3 separate regions of the Sus scrofa genome follow, and regions 1 and 2 are each linked to region 3. The links are chromatin contacts, called in public Hi-C maps. All regions are on one chromosome and are shown on one strand. The core of a region is the stretch at or near the end of the contact, and the rest is flanking DNA. Distances in the headings are between cores, read along the strand shown.

Region 1 (4,797 bases), core at 810-3,309, 71 kb before region 3:
ACAGAACAAATCTCCAGGGATTCAGGCGAGGCAAAACAATTATAATACTGTGAGGCAGGAGAGACAGCGGATGCTTTGGAGAGCTTGTGTGTTGCCGAGCGCTTTGAGTTCAAATCCAGATGGCACTGTCTAACTGGCTGGGCCACCCTGGGCATGTTATCGAACCTTTCTGAGCTTCCACCTCTATGTCTGTGAATCAAGGTTAATAGTCTTTGTGCCCTGGCTTAAGATGAGCCATGGAGATAAGAGGTGCCTTCTTCAAGGCCAGAGGGTCAAAGACAGTGTTACTGTTGCTTACTGTGCACCAAGCACTATGTTCCACATTCAACACACATGAATCATCTCAACTCTCACAACAACCCTACCTGCAAAGTCGAAAGTGAAGCCAGAGGAAGTTAAGCGCTTTGTGGACTATTGACAAGTCTGAGGACAGCTGTGCTGAGTGAGAGTCACGAGAAAGATGCTAGTTGGGGTCCCACTCCTTCCAGTGAGAAATGAATGGGATCTTTTTATTTGGAGGTGGAGGGCATAGATCCGCTTAGGGATTAGATGCAGGCTTACGTGCTCTGTGCTACTGGACCCTGGGTTCTTCTGTGTTGATGATGTGCCAACAATAAAAAGTCACCTCACTCATGAATGGGTGACTGAGTCTCTTCAATGTGACACATAATATCATGACATCTTCCAGATTGAAACAATGGTGTTGTAGGAATTACTAAAAACAGCAAGACGGGAGTTCCTGTTGTGACTCAGAGGTAACAAACCTGACTAGTATTCCTGACGATGTAGGTTCGATCCCTGGCCTCGCCCAGTGGGCTAAGGATCAGGTGTTGCTGTGAGCTGGGCGTAGGTTGCAGAAGCAGCTGGGATCCCACGTTGCTGTGGCTGTGGTATAGGCTGGCAGCTGTAGCTCAGATTCAACCCCTAGCCTGGGATCTTCCGTGTGCTGCAGATGCAGCCATAAAAAGATTAAATAAATAAACAGCAAGACATTTATTTTATTTCTAAGGGACTTAAATCATGTTTGTAAAATACACTAGCACCTTACACGTTATATGTCGTTGGAAAGAGCGGTCACTTTTAGGGTGGCTATGTTTTTGGATCCAAAACTCACATCTTTAAGTACCAAGACATCTAAAAATTACTAGTGACAGAACCTCTCTAAAGCGTATGGCACATCTAGTTCATAGAGTTTGCTGACGTGTTTAGGCTTGGATGGTTTTATTGATCTACCTTAAGGCCATCAGGACTTGTATTATCCTGACGGAAAACTAAGACTAGGAAGAGGATGGAAGGTTTTCCTTTGTTTTTGCAATGTGTGTGTGTAGGAAATAAAAGCTAAGTGGGAAGAAGGAACATGAGGAGGTGGACATGGAGCAGGAGAGATGAAGGAGGCGGGGGAGGGAGGACCACAGCAAAATGTAGGGAGAAGATGGAGCAGAAGTTGAGAATCCCTGCAGTAGAGGGGACCTCAGTGGGAGAAGCCATCAAGGAGCTCCGAAAATAGAAATGCTAAGGAGAATACTTAGTCGTTTGGACAGGCTGGCCAGAAAATGCCAAGTGTGAATTCCCAAGGCTGAGGGCCAGGACCAGCCGCCAAGCAGGGCCTTCGGGGAGAGGCTCCTCTTTATCAAAGGGAAAGACTGCCCTCCCTCGACCTCTTTCTCACACCTCCTCCCCTGCTGCAGCAAGTCCAGGCTGCACCCCCACTTTCAGCACGTAAGCAGCCAACTTTGTGTTGCCCACTGGCCCCTCGGTGGGCTTCTCCACCCAGGGTGGGTCTGAGGAGCCTAATGACTCCCCCAGACTTTGAAATAAGGGCCCTTGGGTGCCTACAGCTCCCACCACCTCTGAAAAAGAAAGGCCACTCCTCCCCTGCACCGGGCCCAGCTGGGGCCTCTGCACAAAGGAGCCGAGCCAGGCCCTGTTGCTGAGGGAACCGGCAGCCAGCCCAGCCCCCTTCCCACAGAAACAGCCAGAGGAGAAGAGCAAAGGATTAAATTGCCCTAATCTCCAGGCTTCAGAGGAGGCCGGGAGCCTGGCCAGCATGAGATGGCAGCTCCCCATTGGCCCAGAGGAAGCAGGAGGCCACACACAGCCTGGTGCTCCGGCTCCCTTCTGCCCCACCTCCACTGCCCTCTCTGCCACCACAAAGCCCCCAGAGCGGGACCACCAGTTCTGCCTCCCAGACCCAGGATGGGAGGGCCAAAGGCTGCCCTGATGGACTCTTCTGATCCCTCAGGCACTTGGATGGAGGAGGAACTGGCTGCCCCAGTGAAAGACTCGATTTTGTTTGCTTCTGACTCATTGTCTGGTGGAGGTAAATCAAATTGCCTTCTACCTGCCGTCAGGGTGAAGCCAATATACACAAAAAGTGTGCCTCTGCTACAGCAACCACCCCCTTCATTCTCCCCGGCTCCGCTGGCAGGGCTGCAGCTTTGCTGGGAGGAACTCCGGAAAGGTGTTCTTTAAGTGCCTAGGTGACTTCAGTGATTCTCTGGGCTGAGAACCACTGGGACTATGTTGGAGATGAGCCAGCAGGAGACTCAGAACACAGTTTTTTTGACTTGACACAGTGTTCTTTCTGCCATATTCCTTTTTCTGCTTAAAAACAATTTTTTTGAAAGTAATACACATACACTTAGGAAATTTATAAAACATAGAAAGGGATAAAGAAGAATATTAGATCACCCATAAACCCTCATCCCCCAGAGTTACACACTGCTAATATTTTGGGTTATCTTTTTATCTATTTTTACATATTTCATTTATGAAAAGGTCATACAGAATTTTATGCCTTTTTATCCTTTGTAACCTGAAAGGTGGCTTCTTATACACAGCTGGACAAACTGAGTTGGCAATTCTTTTAGCAGGCTGTTTGGCAATGAGTACCAAGAATTCTTTTTTTTTTTTTTTTTTTTTTTTTTGGTCTTTTTAGGGCTGCACCCTCAGCATTTGGAGGATCCCAGGCTAGGAGTCCAGTCGGAGCTGTAGCTGCTGGCCCTACACCACAGCCACAGCAATGCCAGATCTGAGCCATGTCTGCAACCTACACCACAACTCAAGGCAACAAAGGATCCTTAACCCACTCAGCAAGGCCAGAGATTGAACCTGAGTCCTCATGGATACTAGTCAGAGTTGTTTCTGTTGAGCCACAAACAGGAACTCCCCCCAAAATATTTTTAAATGACTGCCTTTTAGCCCGCTATTCCATTTCTAGTAATCTGTCTTCAGAAAAAAATCAGACGCATGCAAAAATTTATTTACAGAGAACTTCATTCTAGTGTTAAAATAGCCAAAATTATCAACTTCATAAATAATGTACAAAATTACAGGGAGCGTTAAATAAATTGTGGTTACTCATGAGGTGGTATGTTTTGTGGTCATTAAAAATCATGTTGTGGGGAGTTCCCTGGTGGTCTAGTGTTTAAGATTTGGTGCTTTCACCACTGCGGCCTGGGTTCAATCCCTGGTCTGCAAACTGAGATCCCACATAAAGCTGCTACATGTTGTGGCCAACAAATTAATAAGAAAAATAAAAATCACGTTTTCAAAGAATGTGTGCTAGAGATGATAATCTTTCTTTCCCACATTCCCTCTACACACTGAGACATTGGTTTTCGAGGGCATCTTACAGGAAGATCCCTTCTCTGATTTTACTGTAATCCCTTTGGATCCTGCAGGAATACTGATCTTTCTTTCCAGATCACTCCTAACTTTTATTCTCCATACCCAACATTTTGGCAGTTCATTCTTTTTATATGTACTATTTTACTTGCGATCTGGTGTATGTGTGTATGAATGGGTATTGATGTATTGATGTATGATGTACGATTTTGTGTGTATGTGTGTACTATGAGAGAACTCAGGATTATAAACTGTTTGAGGGGAGGGCCATGATTTCCACATCTTCATTCTTTGTCAGCTCTTTGGTTTCAGCAAATCTGATATTCATTTTCCTCAATTCTGTTCCAATTCTACTAACAACGTTTTGAGTGCATAAGCTATACTTCCCTCCTTCCTGTCTTACCAACTTCTTCAGTGGTATCACCTAAACCATCCTCCTTTGGAACACTCACATTCAAATCTTTGGCACCACTGGTCACTGGATCCTAACACGGGTTTGCAGTTCAAGTCTTGGCACGTGTCTTTCCATGCCACCTCTCCACTCTCAGCAGCATCCCCATCCCTGCCCTCCTGAACAGCACTGTCCCTCTGCTGGACCATCTGCTTACAGCCTCTTGTCCCTTCAAAATTTCCAATGTCAACCACTCATGTAAGTTATTTTTGTCCCATCCCCTCTACACGAAAGCCTTTGATGACTATGTTTAAAGGATCATAATTCAATGGAGTGCTAACTTTTTATCTTGGCACATAGGTCCTTCCTAAATTCAAGCCCATCCCACCCATCTTGCTGTTTTATATCACACAACTTTCTAGTTAGTACTCCTGCCAAATTGGTATCTGCACCAACCCCAGGACTCGGCCTGTATTCTCACGACTTCTTCACTTACTAGCTGTGTGATCTTGGATAATTTACTTAACCTCTTTCATCTTTGCCCCTCATCTACAAAGTGGGGATAATACTATCTGCTTTATCGGATTGTTGTGAGGACAACACAGATGGATGAATGTGACAATTGTCGCTGATTTGCTCACAGTGTTGTACCTGGGCAGAGGTTGGCAAGACAGCATTTATCTGTTCCAAACAGTGTCTGCTGAGGATGATCTGTTTCCAAGATGGCTCACTCACGTACCTGGCAAGTTGGTGCCACTGGCAGAAGCTCAACTGGTACA
Region 2 (4,517 bases), core at 1,354-3,853, 110 kb after region 3:
AAGCTTTGAAAGACATCTAAGGGATTTGTACTCTGGTAGAGATGAGTTATTTGGACAGGGCAGTAACAACTAGATTAATAGGTGACTGTGCTTAGGGTGGATGGTGGAAGAGAATATCAATCAGCGTAAGGTTATGCTATGGTTACAACCCTAAATTTTTTTTTTTTTAATAAATTTTCCTGGAGTATAGGTGACTTACAATGTTGTGTTAGTTTCAGCTGTATAGTAACATAACCCTACATGTTAATGGCCTATAAGAATAAGACTTCTTTCTTGTTTGAACTGGGAACAATGCTCCAAATCTTCTTGTCCCCTTACCCCAGTGTCAACAAAAGTTGCCGGTTATTGTGGCAGAGAGAAAGTGCAATTAAATGCTTTGGCCCAGAAATGACAGATGTCACTTTTCACAACTCACAGGCCAAAACCAGTCACATGGACCCACCTAATCACAAAGAGCCTGGGAAACGTGATCCTACCATGTGCCCATAAGGCAGAAGGCTGAGTATATTTTAACAACATAAATGGCCATCACAGGAATAAAGTTTAAATCTATGTAGCTATGGTGCCTGCACCTATGGCATGAAGACTCTGCTTAGAGTAGAGGAAGAAGACTTAGAGGCTGCAGTTGTAGGTGGTGCTTCAAAAGGAGTATCAAGGGAAATTGTGTACTGTGGGATACAGAGAAGTCTGGTCTGAAAGTTCAATCCTAGACAATCTCTTGAACAGATTTTTTTTTTTTTTTAAAGTTTAGGTTCCTTAAATAGAAATATGACAGTCAAAATAAGAGCTGTTAATGGGAAAGAGGAACTTGAACTTTAGCTATAACTTCAAGATTAGTTTTAGAATGTGCATAGTTGGGTGATTTAATTTTACCAATAACTGAGTGACAGTAATGCATAAAGAAGAATCCCAACTAGGGGGTAGAATGTAAAATGAGGAAAAGGGAAATGTAAGCTTAGAATCTATAGCATAGACCACTGCTCCCACCCAAACACATTTTCTGCAAATTCCTGACTCCTAATCCAGTATATATTCCAAAGAACAACTGTTCCACCCCAAAGCTCCTATGGATGCTTCTCCTCAGGGTCAGTGAGTAAATGAGTTCCAACCCAGAATCCTTTTTTTTTTTTTGCTTTTTAGGGCCCTACCCACAGCATATGGAAGTTCCCAGGCTAGGCGTCAAATTGAAGCTACAGCTGCCATCCACAGCTGTAGCCACAGCAATGCAGGATCCAACAAGCCATGTCTGCAACCTACACCACAGCTCATAGCAGCGCCAGATCCTTAACCCACTGAGCAAGGCCAGGGATCAAACCCACATCCTCATGGATCCTAGTCAGATTTGTTAACTGCTGAGCCATGAAGAGAACTCCCAACCCAGAATCTTTGACCAATGGAAATTTCCTGGTGAAAACTTTTGCCAAGGTTAATATATTATTTCACAATATATTCATCATGCTGTGAGCACTGCTATTTAATGTTTTTAATGCCTATCTGGAAGGGGAGAAAGAAATATATATTTAAAGAATTTCATAAAATAAAATATGACTTAAAGGAACCATTCATCTAAACCAAAGAATGGTCTGAAAATTAAAAGTGGTATGCCGGAGGCTATTCATGCCATTTAATCTCTCACACACACACTGCAAATCAGATGCTGTGAGGATCCCAGATGGTAGCTCCTACTTTCAAGCATACATCTTCTAGGTAAGAAACCTAGAGTTAGTTACCTACAAAACCTGGCTTCTACTTGTGCACAATTTAGTCTTTGCTTAAATGGATCCTTGAATCTTCCTGTTTGAGTTTCTTTTTGCAGTGAGGAACCTCACATCCCTACAGAGTTCATCATAAACCTTTGGGATATGACAATGTGAACTTATGTCTCTGCAAAGAGCCTCTCTTCCCTGCTGCTAGAAACTTCTGGACTAAACAGTTGTAGTTCTGTTTTCACCATTGCTCCCAAACCACTGATTCTCAACAGCCCAGTCTCTGTGTACATGGTTTGGGTGTAAGGCTGAATTTGATACATGGCTCCTACTGGTCTTCCCTATAAAACAGTGCAATCTTGGAGTTCATCGTGGTGCAGCGGAAACGAATCCTGACTAGTAACCGTGAGGCTGCGGGTTCCATCCCTAGCCTCACTCAGTGGGTTAAAAAATACAGTGTTGCTGCAAGCTGTAGCTCGGATTGGACCCCTAGCCTGGGAACCTCCACATGCCATGGATGTGGCCCTAAAACAAAACAAAACAAAACATTAAGGAAGAGGCTATGAACCCAGCTGTGGGCTGGAACAAAAGATGTTGAGGGTCGAAGGGACTTAGCAAGGGCAGGGAGCCCAGCAGAGGTGGGCTGGAGATGTGGGGCTGGAGTTGGGAAGCAGGGACCTCTGGGGAGAGCTGGGAGCCAGAGCCACATAGAAACAAAGAGGGTGGGAGGGAAATTACAGGGAAGTTGCTGCTTAACACGCAATGATTTCCTGCCTGCACCTCCCACTGGCCAAAACCAAATAAGAGCTAGACAACAAGGAAACCCAGTCCTAGTCTGTAATGTCTGTGTGCGGGCACAGAGCAGGACAGGGCCCTTGACAGATCAGGGCTGGGGGATGGGAGACATTATCACCATCACAGACACCCAGCATGTGCTTTCAGAAGCCCAGGCTCCACACCTGTTTTATTGTCCATGCGCATTTTATCCCCCATAGGTAAATTGTCCACTGAAACAGGATACTCTGACAGCCACATTTACTTTTTCGTTCTAATTTCCTCACCGGGTTTATGCTGGAATTACACCCTTGCCCTAGTAGTTATTTTTACTTAAGGAAACAGAATAGCATTTCCCAGAAGACATTCTTTACTAGTTTCCAAATTAAACTTATGAGGTTAGTTTTGACTCATAAAGCAACCCTGTTTATAATGTTGCTCAGTATTTAAAGGCACTGATTATTTCATTTGCTTTGCTGTTTTATTGTAAGCTGCTCTCCTTGAGCCTTTCTTTTAATTGTAAACTACACTACCACCGCAAGTCTCTTTCTAAGCACAGTCCTTTGCAAGATGATATTTTTATCTAGCGGAGCTCTGTAATTACAGTCCACCCTATCACACCTCCAACTCAGTTCCAGTGGTTTAGCCCAAGAGTAATTGCCGGTCAAGTTTAATTGGATTGGTTATTTCTGGAGAATAAACATCTCTTTTTTGGAAAAGATCAGGGAAGCCATAGATCTGCTGATTGGAGAGGACGGTAAGAGGTTGACAGGAATCAGGAGAAAGCAGAGTTGCATGTGTCAAAGGGAACGACTCTATCTTGGAAAGCGTAGACTTATTTTTAAGGGTGACAGATGTTTATGCTGATTTTTGTCAGTTCAGCATCTGACCCTCTTTTAGATCTGGGGGATCTGCCATTGTATGAATCTCAGAGAGAGAGAACTTGCCTCCTATTTGGAAACCCGAAGTTTGCTCTCTCTGACCCTCAGCAGCCTAACCTCGGGCATAGGGCATAGCCACCTTCTTGGAGGGATTTCCAGGTTATGTCGATGTGCCCAAGCCCACTTTCAGCACACACCTGCTTCACCACTCTCCATTTCTTCACCCTGCAGGATTTTCCTTCCCAGCACTTATCCCTCCTGACACTCTATGCTTATTTGTTAACTCTCTGCCACCTTCTGGATAAAACATTCCAAGCTGTTCCATGAACTCTGCCCACTTTCTTTTTCTTTTTCTTTTTTTGCTTTTTTTTTAATACCTTACCTGCAGCATATGGAGGTTCCCGGGCTAGGCGTTGAATTGAAGATACAGCTGCCGGCCTACATCACAGCCACAGCAACGCGGGATCCAAGCCACATCTGCAACCTACATCACAGCTCACGGCAATGCTGGATCCTTAACCCACTGAGCAAGGCCAGGGATCGAACTCACATCCTCATGGATCCTAGTTGGATTCGTTAACCAGTGAACCACGACGGGAACTCCTCAGCCTGCTTTCTGATCTGCTTTCATCATTTTCGCTCATCGATAGAGGGGTTTTTCATTTTGCAGCCGAAGAGCAGAAGATATCAGTTACATTCTCTGGTCAGGTTAATCCTTATTCTTGTCAACAAAGACAAACCTTTGTTTTCTCAAGTCCATTGTCAAATGATGAGAGGCCGAATGCTCTTTCCTTTTATGCAGAACTAGTTACTTGAATAAAATGACTGTGGCATTAATAACAGCATTAGCTAGTGATGGCTGCTGCCCCAGGAAATGATAAAGGCTTGCCTTCAGGAAAGGAAGGCATTATTTATTTTCATATCCTCTTTTTATGCACCACAGTGTCATGCATAAAACAGGTGCTTAAGGAGTTCCCGTCGTGGCTCAGTGGTTAAAGAATCCAACTAGGAACCATGAGGTTGTGGGTTCAATCCTTGGCCTTGCTCAGTGGGCTAAGGATCTGGCGTTACCGTGAGCTGTGGTGTAGGTTGCAGACGCGGCTCAGATCCCACGTTGCTGTGGCTGTGGTGTAGGCCGGCAGCTGTATTTCCAATT
Region 3 (4,764 bases), core at 1,879-4,378:
AAACATCCCTACTGGTGTTTAATCAATCTTGATGTTCTGAACACTTTTTTTTTTTTTCTTGCTTTTTTGGCCACACCCTCAGCATATGGAAGTTCCCAGGCTAGGGGTTGAATCAGAGCTGCAGCTGCCGGCCTACACCACAGCCACAGCAATGCAGGATCCTTAACTCACTGAGGGAGGCTAGGGATTGAACCCTCATCCTTATGGATACCAGTTGGGTTCTTAACCCACTGAGCCATAACAGGAACTCCCTGAACACATTTTTTAAATGTCTTTCTGTATGTAATGATGGCACTGGGGAAACCTCAGGGAGCCAAAGTATCATTGTCCCTGACCTCCCAGGTTTCTTGTCTCACAGGAAGAGAGCCAATAACTACAAATGTCACATTACTTAGTAGGAAACAAGCCCAAACAACAGTTGCTTTCTGTTCTGTTTTGTTTTGTTTTCTTTTCTTTTTTGACTGCATCTGTGGCATGCAGAAGTTCCCAGGCCAGGGATTGAACCTGAGCAGCGACAATGCAGTATTCTCTACTGGCTGAGCCACAAGAGAACTCCACGGGTTGCTTTCAGAGAAGTCCAGATATAATTAAAATGTTACAAAAGGTTAGAAAAGTTCTCGACAGGCCTTGTCCATTGGCCCATAGTTCCCGAAGATGACTATTTGCCGGTATCTCAATCTCAAAAAATTTTTTTGATTTGTTTTTTCTTTTTAGTTTTTTGTTTGTTTGTTTGTTTGTTTGTTTTTGTTTTTGCTATTTCTTGGGCCGCTCCGCGGCATATGGAGGTTCCCAGGCTAGGGGTTGAATCGGAGCTGTAGGAACCGGCCTACGCCAGAGCCACAGCAACGCGGGATCCGAGCCGCGTCTGCAACCTACACCACAGCTCACGGCAATGCCGGATCGTTAACCCACTGAGCAAGGGCAGGGATCGAACCCGCAACCTCATGGTTCCTAGTCGGATTCGTTAACCACTGCGCCACGACGGGAACTCCTGTTTTTTCTTTTTAGGGCTGTACCCTTGGCATATGGAAGTTCCCAGGCTAGGGATCTATTTGGAGCAACAGCTGCTGGCCTACACCAGAGCCACAGCAATGCCAGATCCGAGCTGCATCTGTAACCTACACCACAGCTCATGGCAATGCCGGATCCTTAACCCACTGATCGAGGCCAGGGATCCAAACCACATCCTCACTGAGATGATGTCAGGTTTTAACCTGCTCAGGCACAGCGGGAACTCCCAGTTTATCTTTTAATAGGACACATCTCCCACCCCCTTCAGGACTCTGGTGAAAGCCTTGGTAGGCACTTCTGAGGTTTGAGAAAGGGGAAGTGGCTTTGCTCAAAAAATCAGTTTATGAAGTCACTAGCAAATAATAAGGGGAATCCTTTCCTAGACCTCTCCTCAGTCTATTTCTGGCAGGTTAATTATAATACAAATCCGGTTATAATTTCTTTCAAGGGCATATGTTAAGAAAATACAAAAAAAAAAAATCTGATTCTGTCGATATTGTATTGAAAATAAAAGACGGATTTTCTTCCCTTTTCTTTCCTAGCCACTTAGCTATAGATTTTTAAATTTTAACACTAGTGTCAAATAGTGTAATAATTTCTTTACAAAAAGACAACAAATTTAACATATGAAACTCTACAAATGCCTAGGCCTAGCTTAGTTTTGAGCTAAAAACTGTGTAACTCAGGTCCAGGGCTGTCCGTTTAAGGAGTGGTTTGTCAGATCTTTTGATGGTGAGATGAAGAAAAGGCTTTTCTTTCTTTCCTTTTCTTCTTTCCCTCAAGGAACACACCTTTTGTATGCTCTGCCTAACAAAGGAATTTCCCAATTTCATAGTGGAATTTGGAGGGAAAGTATGATTGTGTAGACTGATATCTTTATGTGCCTTCCTGTAAAGGCAGCTTCAAACCGCAAAATGTTTAAAAAAAAAAAAGTGAGATTTTGCAATATACTGATTGGAGGAAAAACTAAGACATTAAGAGTTAGCAATAAAAACAGCAACAACAAAATCCCAAAGGATTTGGAATTCCTTTAGTTTCTATTTGGCAGAAGAATAGTATGATTTCTTTGTTCTGCTCTTTCTTATCTACAGCAGTCAAATAATAGTTTTATTTCATTCTTTACTTCCATTGTTGCCTGAAGCAGAGTGGTGCCCAAGATAGCCTTACATAGGCACAATAGTAGAATGAACCTTTGTATTAATTTTCCAGAAGAGGGGTAGTGTTATTTTTTTTTTAAACTTCCACTAAAAACAGTTTTTTTTCTGCTGTGAAATTCAATGATTTCATAGACTAAAGATGGGTGCTCTGCTTTTCACTATTAGTCTACCTGGAAGGGATTTCTCTGAAATCCTCTTTCTAAAAATGGAACTGAGATAATTTGCAAGAAATTATTATGCTTTTTTTAAAAAGCAGATGCAATGTTGTCTGTTGCCGTTGTGCAAATGATGAATTGTGCTTTCAAACTAATTTCCTCCACCCGAGGCTTGACCAAAACACTGGGCTTTGCAAAACGCTCTGCTCAAAAAGTATTTGACATGATGAAGCCATGTGAGGCGGTTCTACAACCGAAGGCTCTTTACGATAAGCAATCTAGGCTTTAGTTTTGGTGGTACAATTCTTGAAAACATTCAAACACTTTATGCTGTGCTTTCAACTCTCAGAAGGGTATTGGGGGAGGGGCAAGAGAGATTTTAAATAAAGATTTTTAAATCTAGGAAAGCTAGGATTTACCTTGGTCTGGACATTATGAAATTCCATACATTGTAATATGTGTAGCGTGTTGAGATTTCAGATAAGCAGGGCCTTGTACACTTTCCAATGCACGTAATGTTTTTACATGCATATTAATAAAGGCCCACCTTTGGGAGAAGAAAAAAGGCCTCCTTTCAAATGAAATCAAGCCGAGGTAAAGTTGAAACTCAACTCACAGAATCCTGGCACTGTTTTCAGTATAAAAGAGGAGTTTCAATTTTACCATCCTGTAACATTGATAAATATGATAAGGTGGCTGGCAAAATTTGCAGATTACACATACGTAGGTCCTCCTAAACACGTGCAAATATGTCTCCCAATTTATGTGCAACTTAAAACAATTTGCCGTGTGAAATTAAAGACCAACAACTCTTCTGTGAGACAATCATTTGGTTCATTTACATGAAAAGTCTTAAATAGCAAAAATGTTGCTTCCAATTTACATCATACAGTGTCCCCACAACAGAGAACAATGGCTTCCTCAATGGAAGTTAATGCAAAGGAGAGGCACACTGATATTAAAAAACAACAACAAAAAAACTTTTCAGCACACTTTGCAAATATTAACCAATTAATCTAATTTAAAGTAAAACCCGGAAATGCTTCCTGGGCTGGGAGTCTTCACGGGTCTCCTCAGGTAATATCAGTATCTTCAGAGTCCAATCAAACAGGAATGAGCCTCTTGAAGAGGTTATGGTGACACTGTTTTCAGATCCTTCCATTTTGTCCTATTTCCAGGGTAAGCACAATTAGCTTGATGGGGGGGTTGTTCTCGCGTTTTAAAAAACATTGCAAATGAGTGCACGTCTGTGAACCATGTAGGAACCATGACCCAGCACTGGATAAACAGCATACCTGATCTGGTGGTAATATACCGTCTCCCTCTCGGACGTGTTAATGATTATACACCTTTGTGGTCTTTAAGGGGCTTAGGTATGTATCTTTTTTTGTGTTCTGGAGGCTGTGACCACCTGCTGTATGTACAATATGCTGGTTACATTTGTACACATCTCCTTTCTTGAATTTAAAGACCTAGCTATTACATCTTGTTTACTCAGTATCATTCCCCCATTAAAAAAAAAAAAAAAACCTACATGAACTGAACATGCCATGTTTCAATCTGGCCCCAGTGGCTTTTTCTCTGAAAGCAAAACGTGTGTCTTTTACACCAGGGCTTTCTCCCCACCCCAGGGGGTGTCTTCCATTCTTTTGTGGCTCAGTTTAAGGCGAAAAGGGCTCCAAACCACTAACTACCCAGAAGAGAGCCCCTTCTTCCACCTCCAGGGAGAATTTCAGATTTAATGCATCTGAAGATAGCGTGCTCTCTTCTGACTTATTTGCCACCATAACGAGGATAACAAAACACCACCTTGACTTCAAGATCCTGGGTAGAGGCTCACGGTCTTTTGCAACCATCTTTGGCGAGGCCTTGCTTCCTTCCACTCGAGTAAGTTGCGGCTTGGGGCCATGGAAAGGACTGGGTGACAGCCTGTAATGTCGTTGGAAAGAACAGCAGCCCTCCCTGCAGCCCCTCACCACCACCAGCCCGCTCTCCGGGCGAAGCCGCGACGCAGCGGCCCCAGATGGGCGAGACTTGGCAGGTCCGCGGGGCTCGGCTCCCCTCCACCGAGTCGGCACCGACCGGGCGTCCGCGCCCGCTGGCTGCGGGGCTTCGCGCTCTCGCCTCCTTCTCCCCGATCCTCCCTTCCCCCACCGGCCGCCCCCTCCCCCTCTCCCGCGCTCCCTTTTGTTCGCTCGCCGCTCGGGCCGAGCCGCCGCCGCCGCCCGGGCCCGCACCCCCATCGTAGGCCCCGGCGTGGCGGGCCGCCGCCGCCGCCGCCGCCGCCGCGCGGCCTAGAGCGCGGCGCCCGGGGAGGCGCGGGGCCCGGGCCGGGCGCACGGCGAGGCCGCGGCGGCGGCGGCGGCGGCAGCGGCGGCTGGGCGGCTGGGGCAGCGGCGGCGGCGGCGGCGGCACCCGCGGCACCGGCGGCGGCACCGGCG

The links. A called contact is a pair of places that touch in the nucleus more often than the background predicts.
Region 1: a contact with region 3 is called in a Hi-C map of skeletal muscle, with 7 times the contacts expected there. The contact joins the enhancer-like site here to the promoter of ZNF532 in region 3. A contact is called at or near these places in 7 of 47 Hi-C or Micro-C datasets (brain, embryonic fibroblasts, epiblast stem cells and 3 more) and 1 of 2 datasets of contacts at active chromatin or transcription factors (skeletal muscle).
Region 2: a contact with region 3 is called in a Hi-C map of heart right ventricle, with 1.7 times the contacts expected there. The contact joins the enhancer-like site here to the promoter of ZNF532 in region 3. A contact is called at or near these places in 1 of 5 promoter capture datasets (fetal skeletal muscle), 4 of 47 Hi-C or Micro-C datasets (embryonic fibroblasts, heart right ventricle, psoas muscle and 1 more) and 1 of 2 datasets of contacts at active chromatin or transcription factors (skeletal muscle).

Annotation. Positions count from the first base shown.
Region 1 is chr1:162,054,578-162,059,374 of Sscrofa11.1, reverse strand. No RefSeq gene overlaps it. Among named protein-coding and RNA genes, the nearest start is that of ZNF532, 71 kb to the right of the region's middle. Within about 2 kb of position 2,059, at least 53 of the 83 cell types and tissues checked have an H3K27ac peak or open chromatin away from gene starts, as enhancers often do. A contact at or near this core is called in brain, embryonic fibroblasts, epiblast stem cells and 1 more, where this site is marked.
Region 2 is chr1:161,872,052-161,876,568 of Sscrofa11.1, reverse strand. No RefSeq gene overlaps it. Among named protein-coding and RNA genes, the nearest start is that of SEC11C, 100 kb to the right of the region's middle. Within about 2 kb of position 2,603, at least 12 of the 83 cell types and tissues checked have an H3K27ac peak or open chromatin away from gene starts, as enhancers often do. A contact at or near this core is called in skeletal muscle, where this site is marked.
Region 3 is chr1:161,984,392-161,989,155 of Sscrofa11.1, reverse strand. It overlaps ZNF532 (a long non-coding RNA gene), which reads left to right and starts at 3,128. Exons shown (of 12, transcript XR_002346189.1): 1 at 3,128-4,210.